2 separate regions of the Mus musculus genome follow, and region 1 is linked to region 2. The links are chromatin contacts, called in public Hi-C maps. All regions are on one chromosome and are shown on one strand. The core of a region is the stretch at or near the end of the contact, and the rest is flanking DNA. Distances in the headings are between cores, read along the strand shown.

The links. A called contact is a pair of places that touch in the nucleus more often than the background predicts.
Region 1: a contact with region 2 is called in a Hi-C map of bone marrow-derived macrophages, with 17 read pairs. The contact joins two enhancer-like sites. A contact is called at or near these places in 2 of 15 datasets of contacts at CTCF or cohesin (large pre-B cells and pro-B cells), 1 of 484 Hi-C or Micro-C datasets (bone marrow-derived macrophages) and 2 of 115 datasets of contacts at active chromatin or transcription factors (T-cell acute lymphoblastic leukemia and large pre-B cells).

The regions. Positions count from the first base shown.
Region 1 is chr15:59,925,556-59,933,401 of GRCm38.p6, reverse strand. It overlaps the pseudogene Gm7708. Among named protein-coding and RNA genes, the nearest start is that of 4933412E24Rik, 87 kb to the left of the region's middle. Within about 2 kb of position 2,796, at least 1 of the 459 cell types and tissues checked has an H3K27ac peak or open chromatin away from gene starts, as enhancers often do. A contact at or near this core is called in bone marrow-derived macrophages, where this site is marked.
Region 2 is chr15:59,395,006-59,402,665 of GRCm38.p6, reverse strand. All of the region lies in intron 2 of Nsmce2 (NSE2/MMS21 homolog, SMC5-SMC6 complex SUMO ligase), which reads right to left. Among named protein-coding and RNA genes, the nearest start is that of Nsmce2, 25 kb to the right of the region's middle. Within about 2 kb of position 4,680, at least 47 of the 459 cell types and tissues checked have an H3K27ac peak or open chromatin away from gene starts, as enhancers often do. A contact at or near this core is called in bone marrow-derived macrophages, where this site is marked.

The sequences.
Region 1 (7,846 bases), core at 1,547-4,046, 530 kb before region 2:
TGGTGTTGGCTCAGATGATTCATGTAGACAGAGGGCCTGGAACACAGTGTCTCGGGGCTGCATATACATTAGTGACAGCACTGGTAAGGGGACTCTACCCATTGTGTTGACCACCAATCATTTTTCTATTCCTACTGCTCAGAGAACTCAAAATTTGAGATGAAACACATCCAGGAAATCCTAGACAACCCAGCATAACACAGACAAATGATTTAATTGTTTCAAACTAGAAAACTATTATATGTTACTAAGGAATAGGGGAGGAACCTTCCCAGATGCCTACAGCACATTTTAGAAAGCACTTCGGAATGGAACCTCAGCCAACATCAAAATGTTTTGACACCAGAATACTATTTTAAAGACCTTCTAGTCAGAAACACAAAACGGAATGATTGCCTAATTTGCTTACCGGAAAAATTTTGTTTTAAAGCATAATTCCAGATACTAGTAAATTATTTTTTGCTTGATGTTAGGAGTAAATTCACTACAGGAGGCAACTATGAGAAAGGAAGTGTTTTAAGTCAAGTTCAAGAGATACATTCCTTCTCTATAGAGGAGTCACAAAAGACTATTACTGGGGCCAGCAGAAAGACTACACGCTCACTTCTGTGGATCTGGAGGCAAAAGAAGAATAATAGAAGCATTCGGTTGCTTTTCTCTTTTTTCTCAGCCCACGACTTCACTCAGTGAGATAGCGGAGGAATCCCCATCAGTTAATCTTCTCTGGAAACATCTACATGATACCCAAAGACATACCTCTATAATGGCCCAAGGATTTCTTAATGCAATCAAGTTGACGATCAAAGTTAACTATCACAGTCAGCTAGCATGAAGTAGAAGAGGCGCTTTCCCATGCTTGCTGGTCACAGTAAAAATGATAAAAAACCAACCCTCTGGGATAGGAGTTTAGCGATAAGTGTGAAGCGAAATAAAAATCACCTCTTTTATTTTCCTGTCTTGTAAAATCTTCTGAAAACCTGAATTAAACAGAATTATACTTAAGCCATCCCCAGTGGTGAACATAATGGGTTTTGTCATATTTATATTAAAGCTAAGATTTATTGATTCTTTACTGAATGCCAAGCCATGTGTGAAGGCTTTTATATGGGCTAATTTATTCACTACCCACGGAACTCAAACAATACTGAGTATATATGGCTTAAGAGTCTTTCAGTTTTAGGAAGCAGAAAGGCCATCCCATGGAGTTTAACCCATAAAGAAAGTTCTGATAGCACAGGAAGTCCAGAGGTTGGTGACTCTGTGATTGGTTAATTTGCTGGTGACACTAAGAAAGGGCCCCAATGCTTCTGCATCTCCTCTACTGTGCTCAGACACCCTGACTCCTCGAGGCCACAGCATGATCACAATAGCTCCAAACCTCAGATCCAGATGCACTGGCAAACAAAATTGTGCCTGTGTCTCCTTGACCAGGAAAGTATTCCATTCCAAAACTGTTGCCGTGATTGGCTTCCGTACGGACAGGAGACTGATTAGAAAGCATAAAAGGCCATGTGGATATTGGGTGGCAAACAGAAACCTCTACTCTGAAGCTGATGCTCGTTTAGCAGAAAAAGCAGCTAGGGTACTCAGGAGAGTCCAGTGCCCAACCTCACACATCTGATCATCAGCAAGGTTAGGATTAGAACCAGTTCTGGCACTAACAAAAGACCATTCACTATAGTTCTGGTTTACCGCCTCTCCCCATTTCGTGCATTTAGTTAATTCCCATGGTGCTTGATGCCTGACAAGAAGCAACTCAAGGAAAGAAAGGTTGGTTGGTTGGTTGGTTGGTTGGTTGGTTGGTTGGTTGGTTGGTTGGTTGGTTGGTTTGTTTGTTTGTTGGTTTGTTTGTTTGTTTGTTAATGGAAAAATAGCCAGCTCATCTCCATGGCCTGCTGTAATAGGAGGTCACTTTGTCTCTGCAGTCAAGATGCAAAGACCAAAGACCAAGAAATTCTGGTAGAACAGTTGCCTTTTTTTCATTCAGTCCAGGACATCAGCATTTGGTATGGTGCTGCCCACAACTGGGGTGATTCTTCCTACCTTAATGAATCCAATCAAGAAAACTCCCCCAAACACACCCAAAGACTTGTCTTGTGTGTAATTCCAGATCCGGTCAAGTTGATAATCAGTATCAACCATCACTTACATATATAAGGTTCTACATGAACCAAGATTATCCAGAAAGTCAAATCCTTAATGAAGAACAGTATCTTGTAATGCAGATTGTGAGAGGTCAGTCTTATGATCTGCTGCCTATACGATGGAGAGGTTCTAGGGGACACAATTCCAGTTAGAGCCGGGAAGTCTGAGAGCAGCAAGCCAACAGCCTAGGTGCTGTTTCTTATACAGAGGACTGTGTCAAAAGCAGTGAAGCAGAGAGCGTGGTTCTCTCCTTCCTATGCCTTATATTCTATTTAGAACTTCAAGGGCATGGAGCAGGTCTACTTATTGGTGCTAGGTTAGAAAGTGATCTGTTTTTTCCCTGTCTACTAACTTCTGTTCTAATCACATTCAGTCATGCGCAGTAGTGTCAGTAATGTCTAATCACAGACATATTGAGAAGAAATTTTAAGCAGTTTTCTGGGCACCCGTTGTCTGGCCAAGTTAGCCCATAAATTGAAACATCACAGCTTCTCAGAAAAACCATTTTCTCTCCCATATTGTCCTTTTGGGTATGAACTTTCTTCGTGTCAGGAAGAAAAAAAAAAGAAACTAAAAGCAGGCCATCAGTCACAGTCTCAGAAATGCATGAGGAAGGAAGCCACGCCATTTCCTCTTCACGCTTTCTTCAGTGAGGCTGAATAATCTGGGCAGAGTCGCCCATTCCATTAACTTACTTAGTCACTTAATCATGTTCTAGTGGAATCTTGACCTTCACAAGATGTGAATTTTAAGTCCAGCTCAAAATATGACTATAAACATTTTATTGTGTAATAAATGAGTCCGGGATATAGATCAGTAATAGAATGGTTGCCTAACAAGGCTGAGGCATTGGGTTCCATCCCTGGATAGTACTGTATAATAATAATAATAATAATAATAATAATAATAACAATAACAATAACAATAAAAGGGATGAGAATCACAGCAGCATCCCCTGCCACGGCCATGACCACCTACAAGCTGTCGCTGATCCAGCACAGAGCACATGGAACCCAGAGAACAGCTTGGAGGTGAAGTACAACAGGCAGACATTGCGAGATGCTGACTATGAATTTGACATTTGCTTCACCTCCGTGCAGAAGAGAGTAATCTGGATCAGTCTGGATAGTCCAGATGTGGCTGCCAGTGTCCAGGAGGGAGCTGATGCCTCAGTGAGTGACACAATGGGGTCTGACTGGTCTCAATAGAGCAGGAACTACTGCCAAGCATGGTGAGGAGCTGGTGCAGATCTGGAGACGATCTCACAATGCCTCCAACCCCTCCAATAGATCCCAGTCATCCCCTCTATGAAGACATCAGTAAGGAACACAGACCTTACTGAGGACCCGCTACCCTCCTGTGACAGCATGAAGGACACTATTGCCAGAGCATTGCCCTTCTGGACTGAAGAAATTGTCCCCCAGATCAAGGGGGAAAGGTCCTGATGTGGTCCATGCCAACACCTTCAGAGTATCATCAAGCATCTGAAGAGGCCGTCATGGAACTGAACCTACCAACTGGCCTTCCCATTGTTTATAAATTGGGCAGAAAGTCAAAGCTCAACAAACCCATGCAGTTCCTGAGACATAGAGACTGTGCGTAAAGCCATGGAAGATATGGCTGCTCAGGAAAGGTGAAGAAGTGAAGGTGAGTAGGCAGACTCCATTCTGAAGAGCACCCTGCCTGCCTGCTCGTGCCTCCTGCACCCCTCCCCAGCACCCACCACACTGACTACCTCTTTATGATCTGGAGATGGGGCACTGTGCCTCTCGTTTTTATTTTGGGATTCTATGCCCTGCACCCTCTCCCTTCATAGCATCTAGTCAGAATAACACCTCTGGGGGTGCAGGTTCTTGGTCCACATTCAGCAGTGACTCCCTGGACCAGTAGAGCTGAGACGTGGTAATTATAGTCTTCCTTTGCCCTTTGTTTGTTAAGGGTCTGCTTAGGAAGCGCTCAGGGACACGACCAATGGGGAGGAGCTGTGACACAATGTTGTCCCTGGACCTGTCCGCACTCTTCTGCAGTTAGAGAACAGGGGACTGTGGTAATTTCCGAAAGTAACTTGCATGGTGATTTAAAAGATACTTCCTCTCTGACTCTAAAGGAGCTACTGGCCCCAGAAGGGTGGGATCGATCCTGACAATCCTGTGTGTTACATTTACTTTTACTAAAAATTTGAAGAAGAAGAAAAAAAAACATATCAGCACACAAAACTCTCTCTGTGGTTTCAAATGGTAGTTGAAATTGGTCCCATGTGGTCACCAGAACATAAGTCATGGGGTAAACGCTTTGTTCTCCTTGCTGTGTGTTAGGATCCCTCTACCCTGTTGATCAAGTGCAAGAATTTATCTCTCACTGCGTGAACCATGTTCCAGGTGCTTGACCCTACCATGTGGGGTCAGAACTTGTTTTGGATATAGCTATTAAATCTCTTTCCAGATCAGTATAATAAGGGAGTGATGTGCAATGGTGATGATGATGATGATGATTGGATGAGAGATGAGGGCTCCCAATAGTTCCAGTAGAATAAGAAGGGATAATACTGATTTGATGAGGCAAATACTAATATCATAGTATGGCTTCTAACCCTCTCTTCTCTTGAAAGCTAATGTGAATGTTTGCATTGGCCATTTTTCTCCTTATCTCCTATCTCCCACTCTGTGAGTCCCTGGAAGAATAAGAATTATAAGCAAGATCAGTCTGTAATCCCAAGTGTTAACACCTGCAATACCTAATTTAGAGCAAGTCACAATTTTTCCATCTCCTATCCAATATTTCTTGAATACCTACAGAGTGTGGGTAAACCATTGAATCACAACCCCTGTGGACAGAAGTACAAGAACCCACTGCCAGTCTCAGGAAGCACCTAAAAGTCAAATCCAGAGTTCCTAAGTATTAAATTGTCATTGTATCTTCAAGCAAAGAGATCCAGACTTCAGTGACCTATAGAACCTGTTATGAAGCCGTTAGAATGGCAAGGTATCAAACCTTTTACTTTCACGGCTAGGCTTCTTCTGAAGGACCTCTTCCTCTTGCCTTATAAAAACATCCTTGCAGGGAACAGTCATTCGTGGTGCTGACACCGTAAGTCACTTCAGATGCCCAGATATAATTGCCACCACATCACTAATTGGCTCAGCTTCTGCATGTCCCTGATGTCTAGACTCATAATCTATGTCCATTCTCAACCAAAAAAAATGAACATGGAGAAAGGAGATCATTGTCATCGAAACAGCTACCCTAAACACAGCACATCGCTCTTCCCCAAATGGGCAGCCAGTTTCATCCTCTACAAAGAAACCTCTCTCTACTGACTCTGATGGCATGACAATTATTAGAAAAAGCTTTTCTCAGGCTCCTGAATGCTGTGATGTAGTATGAAGAGAGAAGCCAAGATCACAGAGAGTTCTGGTATTCAAAGAGGGTGAATAAAATAGCAACCATTGCTATGACAATGCAGTGAGGACGGAGCAGCTCTACTGTGAGCCCTTGTTTTGACTCTGACCATTTTTATGATGCTGGCATGTTTAACATCCCCATCCTTCTCTTCTTACTTTATCCAAGGTGCTCAAAGCACTTGAGTTATGAATCTTTGTATCAGTGACTATCTAATGAGAATATTTTTGACTGCAGTACTCTTTGGAGAATTTAAAGGTTTCCTTTCATTTTGTTACTATTGTGTGTATGTATGCAGGCAGGCACACATGCCACAGTATGTGTAAGGAGGTCAGAGAACAACTTCATGGAGTTGGTATTCTCCTTCCATGGGTAAACATGGGCTGCAAGGATTAGCATGTCTCAATGCACCATTGGGCAACAAGCACCTTTACCTGCTGAGCTATCTTGCCTGGTGACCCTAAAAGATTTTATGCATACAAAGTGCATGAGGTTTTACATAGGATCATGCAAATGAGTGATAGATATTTTACACTCTCTTATATAGCTTTGTTGACTATTATAAACCCTGGGATAATAGGAAGACACAGAGAGAAGCTCAAAACCAAGTGTCTTATGGGACCTGGCTCAGGACATTAAAAGTCACAAGCCATTCAAATCCAAATGTAGGGCCAGAGAGATGGCACAGATGGTAAGCCTGAGTTTGGATCCCACAGGGTGGCAAGAGAGAGCCAGCTCCTGAGAGTTGTCCTCTGACCTCTATAGTCTTACCATGGCATTCGCGCACCTGCATTCTCTCACACATACACACATTAAGAAGTAAATAAACAACCCATACAGCTTAGTAAATAAAGATGCTGGAGGTTAGGAGAGCTGGACTCTAGTTCTCACCAGAAAATCAGTAGTTAGTTTTTTGCCTCAGAATTTCCTTAAATCTGCATGTGACTTTTTTTTCCCTTGAGACATAGGATCCTAACATAAAGTGCCATGGCTAAACTCAAAATCAGATAATGCAGAAGCCGGAGCCATGGCTCAGCAGTTAAAAGCACTTGCTGCTCTGCCTGGGGACCTGGCTTTAGTTCCTTAGCATCTACATGCTAGCTTACGATAATTCCCAACTCTAGTTTCAGGGGATTCAGCACCCTCTTCTGATGTCTGGGGGCAGCCATATGCTACATTTACATACATGCAGGCACAACATTTGTACACATATAAATGGATAAATATTTTTAAAAATCAAATAATAGAGTATGTGGTGCATGTAACCACATGAACACAGGACTAAAAGGTTATTAGGTATCAGTTAATTGTCTATTGTCAGTAAAATGAATCATTAAGAATGTCTGATCTCCAAGCTTACTTCAGGTTCTGCCATCTTAGAGCTCAGAGTCTGTATTTACTCTAGGATCCTAATCTACTCACTTTGTCTCTTCCCTCCTCTGCCCTGTCTTAGTCTGTTTGCACTGACCAAAAAAAAAAAAAAAAAGCATAACCTAGGGCTGAGTAATTTATAGCCAGTTAATAATGGTTGGTTGAAACGGGTCTAGTAACTGGAATACCCAAGGGCCGGGCAATCAAATGAGACCCTTTCCTCTTAGACAGGGCCTTTTGGTTATCCTCATCTAGTGAACGGAATAAGACAAATAGATTTGGGGGGGGGGGCTCTTTCATTAGGGTGCTAATCCACTCAGTGCAAGCCCCACCCACAAGACCTCATCACTTCCCAAAGGACCCAGCTTCTTAATACCATGACTCAAGGAGTTAGGTTCCAAGATGTGAATTTGGCAAAAATAGAAACAAACACTAAGCCCATAACATACCTCCAGCTTGCAACTGAAAGTAAACACAGCAATGATCATTTGTCAAATGCACACTGCACATTTCCGTACAAATGGCAAAAGCCGTTCTAGTCTAGACCCATCTAATTAAGGTTACATTTACATCACAAAATAGGGATAAAGCAGGATGCCAAGTCCTATTTTATTAGGTCTGTCTGAGCCATATTGTCGTGACTAATTCAGCTCAAGTCCACGAGTCAAGCCCAGGAAGACATTGCCATGACAAAATTCTATTCTGCTTCCCGCTCCTCACAGGCCAGTGAGGCTTTAAAATTGAATAGCAGTGGGAGATTAAAGATGTCTACAATATTCCTTGGTTTTAAAGAGAAATTCTGACATACCATCCAACGTGGATGAACCTTGAGAGCATGAAGCTAAGTGAAATAAGCCAGCAACAAACAGGCAAATGCCACATGGGTCTTTTTCCATGAGATACACAAAACAGTCAAATTAATAAAGACAGA
Region 2 (7,660 bases), core at 3,431-5,930:
GAGAGTTCACTGTAACTTCCACAGTGTTGGCCATGTTGGCCAAGCACCATACTTATCTTACGCAGCCCTTATGTCTGGATTCTAGCTTTCAGCACTAGAGCCATTCCACTTGTCAGAATCACATCCCAACACAATGGCATAGCTCTTTTACCTTGTGTTGGAGAAGCCTGCACACCTCTTATCCATCCATTTCTAAAGGTTCCTACCTAACATAAGGGCTAACCCTGATCTCTAAAAAACAGAAAGTTCTTTATGCTCATCGCTGACCTGGGAAGGTGACTATAGCCTCATTAGCAGGCCTAGCCTCAGCTTTATACCCATGACCCTGCTACTGGAAAACAGCAGGACTTTAGTATATGTACTATCAAAAAGAGACTACAATCTGTCCAAACACAGAGAGATTTCACCCATGAAGAACTTCAGTTAATTTTTGAGTCAGAGTTCTATAGAGGAACAGATCTTATAGAGTGAATGAGAGTGTGTGTGTGTGTGTGTGTGTGTGTGTGTGTGTGTATGTGTGTGTGGTGTTGAGTGTGTGTATGTGATTTATTACAATGCCTTACAGGCTATGGTCCAAATTGTTTGAAAATAGCTTTCCCCAACAGAAAGTCAAAAAACCCAGCAGTTGTTTGGTCCACAACATTGATATGTCAGCTGGTCTTCAGTATACATGGGAATCCCAAAGAAGCAGGCTCCAATGCCAGTGAAGGAGTGGATGTGCTAGGAAGGGCAAAAGCCAGCAGACAGAAAGCAAGTTTCCTTCTGCGTGTCCTTTATATAGGCTGCCAGCAGGTGTGGCTCAGATTAAAAATATATTTTCCCCTCTCAAAAGATCTCGATTAAAGGTGAGTCCTTCAACCTTCAAGATCCACTGGTGTGTCCTTGAGCTTCTAGTCACTTAAAAATATCCCTCACAGGTGTGCCTGGCCCTGAGTTTTAATTAATTCCGGATGTAGTTAAGTTGACGACTAAGACTAGCCATCACAGTGCCTATAAAGCATGAAGAACAACAGGATGGCAACAATCAGGACTGAGAAGCTCCTTGGAGAGACTTGACTATGGCAAAAGCTTTAAATCATCTTATAAATGTCTGAGGCCAAGGATAGCTCAGTACTTGCCTAATGTGGGAGAGACCCAGGGTTTGATCACCAGCACTGCCAAACCAGAAAGAAAACAAAGATACAAAAATCATAAAACCATATGACAAGCCCGCCTGAAAGGAAAAGAACTGACCTACATAACCACAGACAATGGTGTTTGAGACTGTAAGACTAAAAGCAAAAAGAATCATGCAAACCCTGTGAGCAAGTTCAAGTTGCTGTCACAGACGTTAATGACTCTAAAACTGATTTAGTTTATTATAGTGGAGCTAAACAAATAAATGGATGGGGGATGGTGGGAGCCATGTTTTTTACTATTAGGAGAGTGATATGAGAGACTATCCAGAGAATACTAGAATTTAGCCATACAATCCTACAGTTGAAGAGGTCAGATCCAGATGGCTACCTGCAGGATGACAGGTTGATGAAGACAGGATGTCAGCCTACTAGCATGCACTTACCAACTTTGCTGAAAAGTGATGTTTTGGTAGAAGCAAACCCAGGGCCCAGATCTTATTTTCAAAATGTCAATTTCCAATTAGGAGAACTAGGACTCTTTGGAGATGTCGTTGATAATGTGCCCAGAGTATAAAGAAGACAATACCCACACCCCCTTTTATTAAACATAGATTGTATCATACAACATAATCTGAACATTGTTTCCCCTTCCTCTACTCTTCCCAGTTCCTCCCCACCTCCTTCCCCATATAGATCCACTTCCTTTCTGTCTCTTACTGGGGGGTGGAGGGGGGCGTGCGGGAGGGGGGGGCAGTGCTGGAGGGGGGGAACAGGCTTCTAAAGGATAACAAAACATAGCAAAATAAAATATAATAAGAAAAAACAAACACCAACTTGATTTACTTGTCGGATAAGGCAAGCCAACAAAAAAATTAAAGAGCCTCAAGAGAAGGCACAAGAAGGCCTATTCTTTTACACACTCAGGCCTCCCATAAAAGCCCTCAACTGAAAGCTATTATATATATAACGCAGAGAACTTGGTGCAGACCCATGTAGGCGCTGTGACTGCTGCTTCAGTCTCTCAGAGTTCCTATGAGCCTTGCTCAGTTGTTTTAAAGGGCCTTGTTCTCCTGGTATCCTGTGTACTGTCTCCCCCACTCCTTCAGTCTCCTCTTTGGCAGGATTTCCTGAGCTCTGAGGGGAAGGATTTGATGAAGACATCTTGTTTAAAGCTGTGTGTTCCAAGGTCTTAGAAAAAAACAATTTAAAGAATTCCAACTAAACAAAAACACTACTCATGTATGTAGTAAAGACACCTAGCAAACACTGCCAGAGCCAAGTGGTGTAGGGTAGCATGCTGAGTCCCTCACGGAATGTGATTAGGAGTTTGGCTTCTGTCATCTTCTTCTAAAAACATAAAATTGCCCTTAACTCATAAGAAAAACATTAAACTCCAACTGAGGGACATTTCACACAAAGTCAAACTTTTTTTTTTTAAGGGAAAAGAAAAAGGTTATACAACTCAAGAAGTGACTAAATGCAATGTGGCAGCCAGGACTGCATCCTGGACAATGTATTGAAAAGGGACACTGGGGCTGGAGAGATGGCTCAGAGGTTAAGAGCACCAACGGCTCTTCCAGAGGTCCTGAGTTCAAATTCCAGCAACCACATGGTGGCTCACAACCATCTGTAATGGAATCTGATGCCCTCTTCTGGTGTGTCTGAAGACAGCTGCAGTGTACTCATACAAATAAAATAAATATAAAAAAAAGAAAAAGGGCCACTGAAAAAATGTTACTAAAACAGAAGTTTAGTCTGCAATAACACACCAATGTTTTATGTAGCTTTGATAAATGTACTATGCACTAAGGTCTGAGCAAGTAAGGGCAGTGGGTAGAGACATTTGGGAACTCTCATTCCAAGTGTTTGTAAGTCTATTATTATTCCAAAATTTAAAAAGGATACTTTCTAAAAGAACAGTCTGCAAAATGGGACAAAAGAGACTGCAAAAAAAAAATCTGTTATTTAGTGTAATTTTGTTTGCATGTAAATAAGACACTGGTTAGAGAGCACCCAGTGACTTAAAACTAAGTACTCAGCAGAATACCAATGAAACACACACACATGTAGCCAGTCTCTGCCCAGGGCCGCCTTTAAAGTGAGGAGCTTAATACAGCAGAGTAGCATGTGTCTGTACTCCAGCCAGGTAGCTGAGAAAGAAGATCACTTGAGCCTACGTAGCTTTGGAGGCTAACCTGGGCAACACAGCAAGACCATAGTTCAAAGTAAACCCTAAACAACAAAGGAAATAACTGTCTCAAACCCAGAATAACCACAAAAAGGCAGTCACTTCAAGTCTTCACATGCAGGAAAAAGCAAGCTCTAAGAGATGAAGCAATCATCTAGGCTAATAGAGAATTTGCATTTTAATTCACGGATGTATTTTTGTACAAAGTCAATTCTGACCCTAAGGCTCTACAGGATCCATCTTTTCAAATGCTCAAATAATTACAGCAAAAACAAAGCAACTGACCAATATGAATATTATGTACCAGCTCTGTAAAGAGCATTTTAGATACATTCCTTAATACTTTACAGCAACTCCAAATACGGCAGGTGTTAGGGAGATGTGGATGGGTGGATGGTTAAGGACCCTACAAGACATTCACTGCTATTTTACATCATCACTACTTATAAAGGAAAATAACCTGAAAGTTAAAGTCACAATGATACTAAAGTGGGCAGCCAGTGCATGATTCTGTAGTTCTGAAAGCCCAACATTACCCCATCCAGACAACCAAAGGATTATGTTCCCTCTGGGGACAGAGGAGGACCCCTCTCTTCATCTCACCTGGCCTCTCCTGCATCTTGGACAAAGTTCATCTCCAAAGAAAAGTGCTGAAGCTTTCACCACTGGTGGTGGCAACAGCCTGGAAAGGCCTCAGCTGAAGTTAATCTTCACCCTGAAGCACTTGCAGCTCCCTGAATGTGTCAGGTTCTAGGGAGCAAGTCATTTCTCACTCATTCTGAACATCTTGGGAGCAAAGGTGCCATGTGCCCTTCTGTCCCAGTCCATCTTTACAAGGATGCTTATGTAAGAGCAAGATCTCACAAGACTAAGATGGCGTCTACTTCCAAAAACTGGACCCCTGAGCCTGAGGTTCCTTAGTTGTGACCTCAACCCTCCTGGGCTCTCCCATATCAGCTCCAGAAACCATGAGGCATGGAGACAGGAAGGTAAACCAGAACAGGCATACTATCTGAGGTATAACAACAAAAGCTGCTGTCTTTGACTTAGGGGTTTCCTACCTCTCAAGCAGCCATGAAGCTTACAGGCAGGTTTGTCAGCTTTCATATCAGGACAAATACTCATCAATCTTTTCCAGTCTGTTTCTAGTACATGAAACAGCTACTCACCTTTAACCTGCAACAGCCCATGTGAAGCCTGTCCTGAAGGCTCTCTCATCTACAATTCCCACCAACTCCAGGGTTCCACATGGTTGCTGGGAAAAGGTTTTCATCACAGCACCTTTAGAGAACTAGTCATCAAATGAGTCCCAGCTCAAAACTCATACTCAGCACACATGAATAGGACTGCTTCAAGCTTGATGCTAAGCTCTATCAGGGGAAGGCATACCACGAAAACAGCAAATCCACACAGCTGGACTCCCGCAAGATCACAACCTTGCATACTTCAATGAACACTATCAAGAAAGTAAAATGCAGCACACAATAGGAAAAATACCAGCAGATCATGTCTTATATCAGACTTTTCTCTAGAATATATAAAGAACTTAGACACTGGATTTAAAAGTGCACAGGATATGAATAGGCACTTCTCCAGAGATTTCTCTAAGAGCCCAAAAGCATATGACATCATTACATAAATGCCAACTGAAACCATGCTGAGATACTAACGTGAGAATGGATGCTGAGCAGCACAATTAATAGTTACATTTGCTGCTGTGCTACACACAGCACCATGTGACCAAAAGCTTATCTGGGCTCTGGTCCCAGAGGATTTGAATCCATCTCGGCTGGGAGGCATGACATCAGGGAGCCACCTGCAAGCATGGTGCCAAGAAGGTGAGAGCTCACATTGCAAGAGAGAAGTAGAGAAAGCAAACTGGAAGCAGGGATAGGCTATAAAATCTGGAAGCCCTGAGACATCCATCCTCCAGCAAGACTGCACCTCCTAAACCTCTCCAAACAGCACCACCTACTGGGGACCAAGTAATGCAAATACCTGAGCCTAGTGAGGGCATTCCTCGTTCAAAGCACAAGCATCCAAGAATAATTTAGTAATATTAACAACCCAGGGTCCACCAACTGGTAGATCTACAAAATGTGGTATAGCTACATACTACATAATGGAGTATTATTAAACTATAAAAATAAATGAAGTGCTAACTGATTAAATGCTGATGGATCTAACAACACAGATGAACCTTGCTTGAAAACAAGAACACTCCAACCACAAAAAACCACATTTTATATAAAATTCACTTCTATATGAAATGTCTGAAACAGGTAACTCCACAGCTATAGAGCCATAGTAGATCAGTGGCTCCTGGAGAGACTGGCGTGCAATGCTAAAGGACGCAGGGTCTGCTTCCTTTCTTTTCCCTTCCTCACTTCCTTTCTTGTTGGTCTCCTCTCCTCTCATCACTATACAGCCCAGGCTGTCCTTGAACTCACAATACTCCTGCCTCAGTCTCTTGAGTAATGAAATTATAAGTATATAATATCACACCTTGCCAGGGGTTGTGGTTTTGAAATGATTGTGGTAACGGTTATGTGTATCCATGAATATAATTTTAAAAACCCCACTACATTATACATTTTACATGGGTAGATAATAAAATGGACAAATTACAAAAACGAAAAGGCTAATGGACTGTTAGATGGCTGGAGGAAAGACTAAAGGAAAAATAGACTGATATGGTGGTTTGAGTAGGAATGGCCCCATACGAAAAGATCTTTACCAGTCCTAATTCACATAGGGGGCTAATATCCAATATATATAAAGAACCCAAGAAGTTGGACTCCAGAAAACCAAATAACCCTTATTAAAAATGGGGTACAGAGCTAAACAAAGAATTCTCAACTGAGGAATACTGAATGGCTAGGAAGCACCTAAAAAAATGTTCAACATCCTTAATCATCAGGGAAATGCAAATCAAAACAACCCTGAGATTCCACCTTATACCAGTCAGAATGGCTAAGATCAAAAACTCAGTTGACAGCAGATGCTGGCGAGCTGGGATTGCAAGCTGGTACAACCACTCTGGAAATCAGTTTGGTGGTTCCTTAGAAAATTGGACATAGTTCTACCAGAAGATCCAGAGATACCACTCCTGGGTATATACCCAGAAGATGCCCCAACTTGTAATAAAGACACATGCTCCACTATGTTCAATGCAGCCTTATTTATAATAGCAAGAAGCTGTCTCCTGATATAGCTGTCTCCTGAGAGACTCTGCCATGCCTGACTAATATAGAAGTGGATGCACACAGTTATCCATTAGATGGAGCACAGGGTCCCCAATGAAGGATCTAGAGAAAGTACTAAAGGAGCTGTAGGGGTTTGCAGCCCCCTTGGAGGAACAACAATATGAACTAACCAGTAACCCCAGAACTCCCTGGGACTAAACCACCAACCAAAGAAAACACACAGAGAGACTCATGGCTCTAACTGCATATGTAGCAGAGGATGGCCTAGTCGGTCATCAATGGAAGAAGAGGCCCTTGGTCCTGTGAAGGTTCTATGCCCCAGTATAGGGGAATGCCTATGCCAGGAAGCAGGAGTGGGTGGGTTGGGGAGCAGGGGAACAGGGGAGAGGAAAGGGGATTTTTGGAGAGGAAATTAGGAAAGGGGATAACATTTGAAATGTAAATAAAGAAAATATCTAATAAAAAAATAATAATAAAGAATGGCCCCATACATGCATGTGTTTGAATGCATGGCCTATAGGGAGTGGCATTATTAGGAGGTGTGGCCTTGAAGTAGGTGTGGTCTTGAAGAAGTTGTGTTGCTGGGGGTGGGGCTGAGGTCTTAGAGGCTCAAGCTAGGTCTAATAGATCAATACACTTCCTGCTGCTTGCAAATCTGGATGTAGAACTCTCAACTCTTTCTCCAGCACCATGTCCGCTGCACACTGCCATTTTTCCTGCCATGACAGTAATGGACTAAGCTTCTAAAACTGGAAGCCAGTCCCAACTAAATGTCTTCCTTCATAAGAGTTGCCATGGTCCGGTGTCTCTTCACAGCAATAAAACCCTAATTAAGACAATTAAGCTTATGGAAAATTCCATTAAAACAAATTTTAAACAAACACTCTGCCCATAAAATTTCTTCAAAAAAGAATCTACATACCATATTTATAAATTTATTATTTACTAACTTAACTGTTTATACAAAGGCAATTAGGATTAATAAAGAGCAAGCTGATATATACACACATACATGTGTGTGAATTTGTTATACATACATTCAATTCAGCACAACAGAAGCTAATGGAATATGAACGTACTCTGTGGCTTCAGGCAAGCCACTTTACCCCTCTGACTTTAGCTATCTCTTCCATCAATGTCAGGTTATT